2 separate regions of the Gossypium hirsutum genome follow, and region 1 is linked to region 2. Evidence: chromatin contacts called from public Hi-C data. All regions are on one chromosome and are shown on one strand. The core of a region is the stretch at or near the end of the contact, and the rest is flanking DNA. Distances in the headings are between cores, read along the strand shown. Region 1 holds the start of LOC107959188 (IMPACT family member in pol 5'region). Region 2 holds the start of LOC107898672.

What was found. A called contact is a pair of places that touch in the nucleus more often than the background predicts.
Region 1: a Hi-C map of leaf shows a contact between it and region 2, with 6 times the contacts expected there. The contact joins the promoter of LOC107959188 here to the promoter of LOC107898672 in region 2. A contact is called at or near these places in 20 of 34 Hi-C or Micro-C datasets (anther, callus, fibers and 4 more).

Annotation. Positions count from the first base shown.
Region 1 is chrA11:55,339,219-55,343,573 of Gossypium_hirsutum_v2.1, reverse strand. LOC107959188 (IMPACT family member in pol 5'region) reads right to left here and starts at 2,129. Exons shown (of 6, transcript XR_005905207.1): 1 at 1,767-2,129; 2 at 1,574-1,689; 3 at 1,387-1,492; 4 at 1,238-1,291; 5 at 6-242.
Region 2 is chrA11:55,072,662-55,077,156 of Gossypium_hirsutum_v2.1, reverse strand. LOC107898672 reads right to left here and starts at 1,419. Exons shown (of 23, transcript XM_041081984.1): 1 at 1,274-1,419; 2 at 635-717; 3 at 1-436. The coding sequence starts at 682.

The sequences.
Region 1 (4,355 bases), core at 880-3,379, 270 kb before region 2:
CATACCAATCTTAAATCTGTTGAACCAAAGCTGGGAAATTTTGTAGACAGGATCTATCTTTACGGTGAAGTGTGAAGTCAGTTTCAATGCTTATAAAATTCGAGTTCTCTACTACAGTTGGCTTTGATAGCCTCTTTTAGTTTCTCAGCTCGATCGAATTCAACCTTGAAGGAAACCATGGTGGTCCCATCTTTGCCTGTATCATAATCCTGTTTGATGTCCTCAGCTTTGAAAGATTGTAACTGCAGCAAAGAAGAACAAGATTACCATGTGATACATTTTGAAGGTCCCCTTTCTAGGGCAAAGACAACGAGAGTAACAAAATGTTAGAAGAATTTCAATAATGCAACTTACATACACCAAATTAATTAGTTATCACCTCTACATTCCTAAAAACCAAATATAAATATAAAGTCGAGAGCAAATAAAAAGAAAGCATAAAATGGGAGAGGAAATTATATAGCTTGTTTTGATCCCCAAAAGTTAAATAAATTTGTTAAATAAATAGTTTAAAATCATCTTATCCCTAATTAAGAGAAACCCTTCTTTTGAACCCACAGTTTAACTCGGTTTGTTCATGCAATTACCCTTAAGAGGTGGTATTCACATAATCTGGGATCCAAATCACAGCATCTGTAATCCTTAGTTTACAACCTACTTTGTAACATGCTGGTTCCAGAAAATGATTCATTCCAGGTCACAATATGACTCAGATGAACTGAAACTACCACTTACAAATAGACATGAATAAATTGACTTGTTACTAAAGGGACATGTCGCTAGAGAAACAAGCAAGCGGTATCCAAGGATGTTACAATCATTATTCATAAACATCCTAATGGTGATTATCAGATGAGAAACTACAACCACACACATTCCGATGGTGGAAAACGGATGAGAAACTAAATTATACAATCACACACATTCCAATCATGCTAATCGGATCAGAAACTAAATTACATAACCAACACATTCTGACGGCTATAAGCCAATAATCGGATGAGAAACCACATTAAGAGAAATTTATATAAAAGAAGCATAAAATTTTTCTACTTTTTATTTATAAACATTATATGCAAACAACAAACAGAACTAAACACTAACCATAAAATATCAAATTTTTTTTTTAACAAAACAAAACAGACCATAAGGCCTAACTTTCATTTATAGCTATCTGAATTACAAGTTCGTGAATCTCTCTAGAAGGACTAATTTGAACAGGGAAAAAATTGCTCACTTGATGGTATAGAACTCCCAAAAGATCAAAAGGAACTTCCACTCCCATTGGAACCTTCAAAATTCCAATTAAATATCAACATTTCCAAATATTAAAATCATAAAATTTAAAAATTAAAATTGTCATACATAGATTATTTCCATTCTTACTTTAGATTTTACAAGACAAGTTGGAGCATTTCTCAAGCATTCCGAGGCCACTCCACCATAAGCCCTAACAAGTCCTCCCGTTCCCAATTTAATTCCTCCAAAATACCTGAAATTTATTTGAAGATTCATGTTATTTGTCCCTTCAATTTTGATCATGGCAATATATGTCAAAAGTAAATAAATATACCTAATAACGACCACCATGATTCTGTCAAAACCTGAAGAAACAATTGCAGAATGAATCGGCTTCCCCGCCGTTCCAGAAGGTTCGCCGTCATCATTCGACCGATACTGATCCCCAACCTATTAAACTTTTGATAGGTCAATTATGAGGCAAGATGAATGAGATGATAGAAAAGCGTGGCGTCATATTAGATTACCTTGTAAGCCCAACAATTGTGAGTGGCACGCGGATCCTTGAATTGGTTGAGGAAAGAGTGAGCGGACTGCTCGTTAGAGATGGGACCAGCAATGGCGATGAATTTGCTCTTTTTTATTTCTTTTTCGAATGTTACTGTTTCTTTAATGGTGGTGAAGGCGCCTGCGTTGCTGGTGGTGCCGGAGCTGCTGGCTGTAGTGACCATTGGTTTTTTGGCGGTGGAGAGGGCGGAAATTGAGGCGGAGAGGCGGTGGTTGAGCTTGTGGCAGTAGCGATAGCCAGGTGTTATTGCAACTGGCATTTGCTTGTTTTGGGTTCCTTTCGTTTCAATAAAATCAGTGACAAACAAGCCTTTTTCCTACTCCGGCCGCCGTTTCAAACGGTAGTCCACTCGTATTAAACGACGACGTTATGCAACCATTTTACTATTTTTTATTAAAATTTAATCTTTATATTTTTATTTGTAAGATTTTAGTTTTCTATTTTCCAAATTTTAAAACTTAGATCTTACTCTTAACATTGTTAATATTATTTTTTAAATTCGAATTTATTACAACTTAATTTTTTTAAATTACATTACTATTAAGTTTTTTATTTTAAAATATTATACTAAAAAGTTTAATAAACAATTAATAACAATTAAATTTGAATATAATAAAAAATTAAAACAATTTTATCTAATTATTCTAGTGTTTATTTGTTGGGTTATTCACTCTTTAATATTTAACATACGTTTTTTATTATCATTTGTTGGTCATTGATCAAGTTAATCATTATCTAAATTTTAATCGGCATCATTAATATTATCAAGATATTATTTTTTCATGTACTTTTCGAAGTACATGGATCATCTCAATTCCATTAATGATTGAAGTTATGAAATAAGCAACATGTTAGTATCATACAACCTTTTTTTTAATGTTATATTAAGGTGATGTTAATATGAGAAATGTTTTTTTAGATCAACAAATTTCTTCTCAATCACATTTTCAAAGCCTTGAATATTTCAAATTAAAGAATTTGTAAGCTGTTCATGGTGCTACCACCAAGACACTAGAGAACACTCCATTGTTGTTGCATTGTGAACGACATGTCTTTTATCTAATCCTAATAAGGAGGCGACCATTATAACATTTATAAGGATTTTCAATTACATAGGATAGTATAGAATATACATATTTATATAAGATGAATTTTTAGATTTCTATGCAAATAAACAAGTGGGATGAGATATCTATAAATTTTACAGTTAGGGTTACGTTAGAATTTTCAAAAAGATCTTGACATCTATAAGTGACAAGATCACTTTAAATTTTCGAGATTTTCACCTCTTAGTTAAAAACATTGTTTAAAGATTAAATTAGGTAATAGTTTCTAAATACGCCTAGAAGACTTATATAGATGTAGATAATTATTTAAATTTTTGAGATTTTTCGTCTAAGATTTGGTTTTGTAGGGTTTTAAAAAAACTATGACACATATGAGTGTCAAAGTTGGTTTAAATGTTAAAATGCTACAAAAGCACATAAACAACAAAGGATAGGGTTTTAAAATTTTTACTGACTTCAACACCTAAGAATGTTAAGGTACCTGTAATCGTTCCTTAATCATTACCCTGTTTCCAATGTGGATGTAAGACATATAAGGGGCCTTAACACCTATAAGTATTGAATTACTTGTTAAGAAAAGAAAACCTATTCCAAAAAATAATTTGTTTGATATGCTTATTTTTTACATTATTTAAATATTTATTAATTTGATATTTAATAGTCATTAATACTTTTATTACGTTTTGTTTTTAAATTTTAACTTGTTTTGATATCTTGATGGGATATATAAAATTATCTGTTAAAAGATGTTGAAAATATTTGTTTGGTATACGAAAAGTTAACTTTATTAAATTTATAATCTATAATATATATATATATATATATAGTTAGAAACAATCCCAAATGGATCTCTTTAAACACCTGTCCAAACTTTATGTAGTGACATTGGGTTTGTTTTCAAGCAGATGAAAAATTACAAAATAAATTGAAGCAAATATTTTATAATTTTAGTTATGATAATAAATAATTAGAAATATGAGATTTTTAACTTTTGTTCAAAAAATTGGAAGAATAATAAATTACGAATAAGTACTTATAACAATTATTCAAACTATAAAAACTATTCATCTAAAAATAATGTAATTTTAAAAAAAACTAAAACAATTAATTAAAGTTTTAATTTTTTATAAGGAATAATATAATTTTTTTCCCATGAACTTGATAACTAGGTCCATTTTGGTACTTGTACTTTTTTTTATCCACTTTGGTACTTGAACTTGATAACTAAATTCATTTTAGTTCTTGAGCTTAAAAAATACAACAGTTTAAAGATGTGACACTTATTAAAGCCATAAAACTCTTATATAAACCTAGAACGTAAACCAAAATCTGTCATGTCAGATCATCAAGAACAAAACTAGATTGAAAGTGTACCTGAATCCATTGATATCATGAAATATTCAAGTCTTGTGGTTTTGATCTTTCAAACTAACACACAAGTATTTTAGAGAAGGTGACTCTTTTCTGAATATAGGATGCCA
Region 2 (4,495 bases), core at 170-2,669:
TATACTGCATATACGAAACTTCAGTGCTACAGGCAGAATCTGAAAATTGCTTATCTACAGTGTCCGCCTTCCCACCACAGACCTGAGCTGGTCTCTGAGCACCATTTCCTAGTTTCAGCTGAGGTCCATAATGACCATGAGCCTCTGATTTCTGCATCGAAGCAGCTGCAACATTATGCACCTTATCATCTTGTGGAGATGAAATGAACGAGTACTGCCCGTCATGGGCATGCTCTTCAGAATCAGATGAGATGTCCATGTCTGATTCTGAACCATCATCATTGCCACTAACAGGTATTATATTCTGGGATAAATGTCCATTACGAAATTTTGCAGAAGGAGGTAATCCAGCATTTCTTAAACTGGTAATAGGGTCAAGTGCTTGTTTTACTGCCATGGTCACACCGAAAAAATCTCTGTTCTTGGCAGCACCTCCCTAATACAAGTTTAAAACAATAAGATCAGACTCGACCAACACCTCAGACTACACTATATACGTAAAAACTACTTCAAACATTACCTTCACGAATCAATGAAATATCTATATATTTAAATAAACAAATGTTTGCAGCAAATACCTATACAAATGCATAAATGTATGAAATTATAGGGATAAACAACTGAAATGACTCACCGCACGAACCCATCTGAACGCATCCTTGTCAAGGCCTTGGGTGAACATTGTAAAGTTCTTCCACTTGACCTAAAATCCAACCCCTAAGAGAGAGTTTAACACCCAAATTAACACAAGCAAAAGAGCAACACTAGCAAACTAAATAATTAATAAAAGAAACTGGGGAATTCTGATCATGTTTCTTTCCTTGTCTGTCTTTCTAATCAAGCAGTGTGAAAAAAAAATAAAGTCCAAAACTTTACCAAAAAAAGTCAAAATATAGCAAAACCAAATCATTAATATGATCGATTGTTTTCTAGATGAATGGAAAAGAAAATCTATATGAAAAAGATGGAAAAGTACAAGTTTCCAGCACCGACATTCTTTTATTTTATTATTTTCCTTAAAAGGATTCCGAGAAACCAAACAGAGAAAATAAAGATGATGAGAATTCAATTCAACTTCACATGCCAAGCACTGATCAGAGTAGTAACAAAGAAACCAATTACTGAAATCTCATTAGCTTCAATGATCAAACCAGCAAAAGGATATCACTAAAACTCAATAAAATCCCTCCGCCGCCCAAAGGGGAAGAAAAAAACCTTGACTTTTGATCAAGTTTAGTAATGAAGAGAAAGTAGAGATGGAAAAACTACTCACACAAAGTGATTGTGAAAAGAGAGTGAGAATTGGAGTGACAGTGAGAGTAAAACACAAAATGGGTCTAGTTCAACAGTTCAAGCAAAATTCTTCTTAGCTTTATAAAAAATCATTTATTATATTTTTCCTTTTATGTCATCAATTAATAAGAAGAATAAATGGTTGAAGATGGAAGCGAAATTTAGGAGAGAATAAACGAACATTAAGACGGAAACATAGAACTAACGGAGAGTCGTAAAGTTAACGGGAAGCTGACGTGGCAAGTGAACGCGCGCCTCTTTATAACGGCTGGATATATTTTAATAGTTTCTTTTTCGAGCTTGGTTTGGTTGCACACAGAGGCCAAGATGGGTTACTTTAGGGCAGAGGGGACCCACGCGCATCTCAAATGGTGCTTTCAGTCCAAACTGCGGGTGTGCTGTAAATCCCCCCTGCCCAGCTATTATTTATTCCCCCACCCCACCCTGATTTTCCGCGCTTATTTAAGACTTAATCACGAAGGTATATAAATAAAGGGTAAACTTCTTAGAAACCTAAAACTTTCATTTTGATCACTCAAAGTATTAAAACTCCAAAGGTGGTTTAATGTACACATTATATCATGTTTACATTTCTATTTTAGTGAAAAAGTAATAAAAACTAAAATAATACATAAAAACTGTCAAATTATATTTGTTTATCGATTGCTGAAATTCTAAATTTTATTTTAATATTGAAATTTTAAGTTTCAAAATATCAAAAGAAATTGAATAAATTATTGATTTTTTTTGTTCATAGAAGAATGTCAACCAATTTGGTATTATAATATTAAAATTAATTAATTTAATCTTCTTTTAAATTTTAAAATTTTATTTTTTAAATTTTTAAATTTTATTTTTTGTTCTAAATTATTCTTAATGAAATAATTCATATTTAATAATTGTCTACAAAACTTAAAAAAAATTTGATTATATAGTCTCGAATCTTTCATACTAAGCTAAAAGTAAAGGAACAAATATTTGCAATTAATTAAATTAATTGTTTCTTCTTCATGTGAGTAAAGAAGTGATGAAGAAAGTATGAGTTTTATTTGGAATGGAAGATAAAATTTATTAATTTAATTAATTATAAGGATTTTTCTTTATTTTTAGCTTAGTATGAAAGATTCAATATCATATAATCAAAATAAAATTGGGTTTCACATACAACTATTAAAGTCAATAATTTTCATTGATGTTTTTTTAACATAATTTCAAAACATCAAAATAAATTAAATAAAATTGTTAAATTTTTTATCAATTGATAATGTCAACCGATTTACTACTATAATTTTGAATCTTAATATTTAAAAATTTATATTTCAAAAACCAAATTTAGCATTTTCGATAATAGGATAAACAAGTACAATTTGACAATTTTTGTGTATTATTTTAGTTCCTACCGCTTTTCACTTTAATCCTTATTTTTTTTATTCCAATCAATAATTAAAAATATACTTTTTGGGGTCATTAAAATGAAAATAATCTAAAATTTAGGTGACTAAAAAGAAAATGCAAACATGATGCGGCTTATATAGTTAACTGTTGCTAGAGATTTAACACTTGAGTGACTACAATGAAAGCGCCCTAAAAATTGAGTAACCAATTTGCAAAAAATTTATTTTGAATGACAAAAATAAAAGTATCCTAAAAATTGGGTGACCAACTAGGTAATTTACCTATAATTAAATTACTAAAAAGTAATGAAACGTATAGAAAAGCGAATAAAAAATTTAAAGTAAGACATTAAGTTTTGTACTCTTTGTTTATTACAAATTTGGTCCCTACTTTTATTTAAAAATGTAAATACTATTAAAAGTATTTTATTAAATTTAAGTTTATCAGTTTAACGACTGTTGGGAATTTTAGTCTAAACAAAGATCTATCCCTTGATATTTATTTATTGTTTTACTTTAATAGCTGAACTACCATTTTATTTGAAATTATTGACGTATAATAAAAATATATTACATTTTATGTTTTTATTAATACATTTTATTTTTTAAATAAATTAAAAACAAAAAAAGAAATAAAATAGATATTAGAAGAAGGTATAATTTAAAACCGCGAATTATAAAACTGGAAACTTCTTAAGTAATAAAATTTTAGCTAATTAGTGGGCATAAAATGTTAAGTAGGGATCACAATTCGACCGCCTTAAACAACAAATTGTTCCGAGTATGGGCACCTTTTATTCTATTTTTTTTTAAAATTTTATGTTATTTATTTAATATATATCTAAAATAACTAAATAATATTTTATTATTTTTAGATAAAACTATTATATTATGATTTTAGTAACGTAAATACCACAGCCACCGCCTATCCAATTATACAATAAAAAATTGTTTATGACCATACAGTATAACTAATGAGGTGTTTCTCGTATAATGACTAGTTAAATAATAAAATTTTAAAAAATTAAAGACTTTGCCCACATCCTTGAATTCACCCCAATCAGTACAACAAGAATATTACAATGAGAATTTAAAATTAAAATATAATATTTAATCAGGCAAACTATGAAATATGATAAAATAAAAAATAATTAAAACATTTTTCAAAAAAAAATGTAGACAATATAAACATCTTATGTGTAAAACTTTATAATATTTAGAAGATGAAAAAAATAAATTACACAATAGGAACAAATATCTTTTAGTAAGTAAATTTATTTTGATGCAATATGAAAATTAATGATAATAAGATTGATTAACATATTTTTAGTGATTTATTCTAATTAATTTTGGATACAGTTGTTATTAATTTAGTATTTTATTGACTAGTTTTTATATATGTACAAAACATGTTTGAAGAATTGAAATACAAAGTTAAAAACATTGAATTTATCGTGAGATAGAAAAGTTAAACGTATAAAACATTTAGAATTTAAAAATATTTATTTTTATCTAAAAGATGAATTAAGATTAAATTAATTCTATCTTTAAAATCTTACTTAACTTTCTTTATTTTATTTTTTTCATTTTTAGGATTTTATTTTATCTTTTCAAACAGGAGAATAGTGAGAAGAGAAGGAAAGAAAGAGGGGACGTCACTGTACCCACCAACAAGCCATTGTTTATTTTATTTTAAGTTTTCCTTTGAATAGAATTTCTCTCACTTATTTTTTATTCTTTAATTCACGTATAGTTTGATTTAACCTGGCTAAATCTTTGGTTTAGAAGATATAACGTCTTTTTAGCAT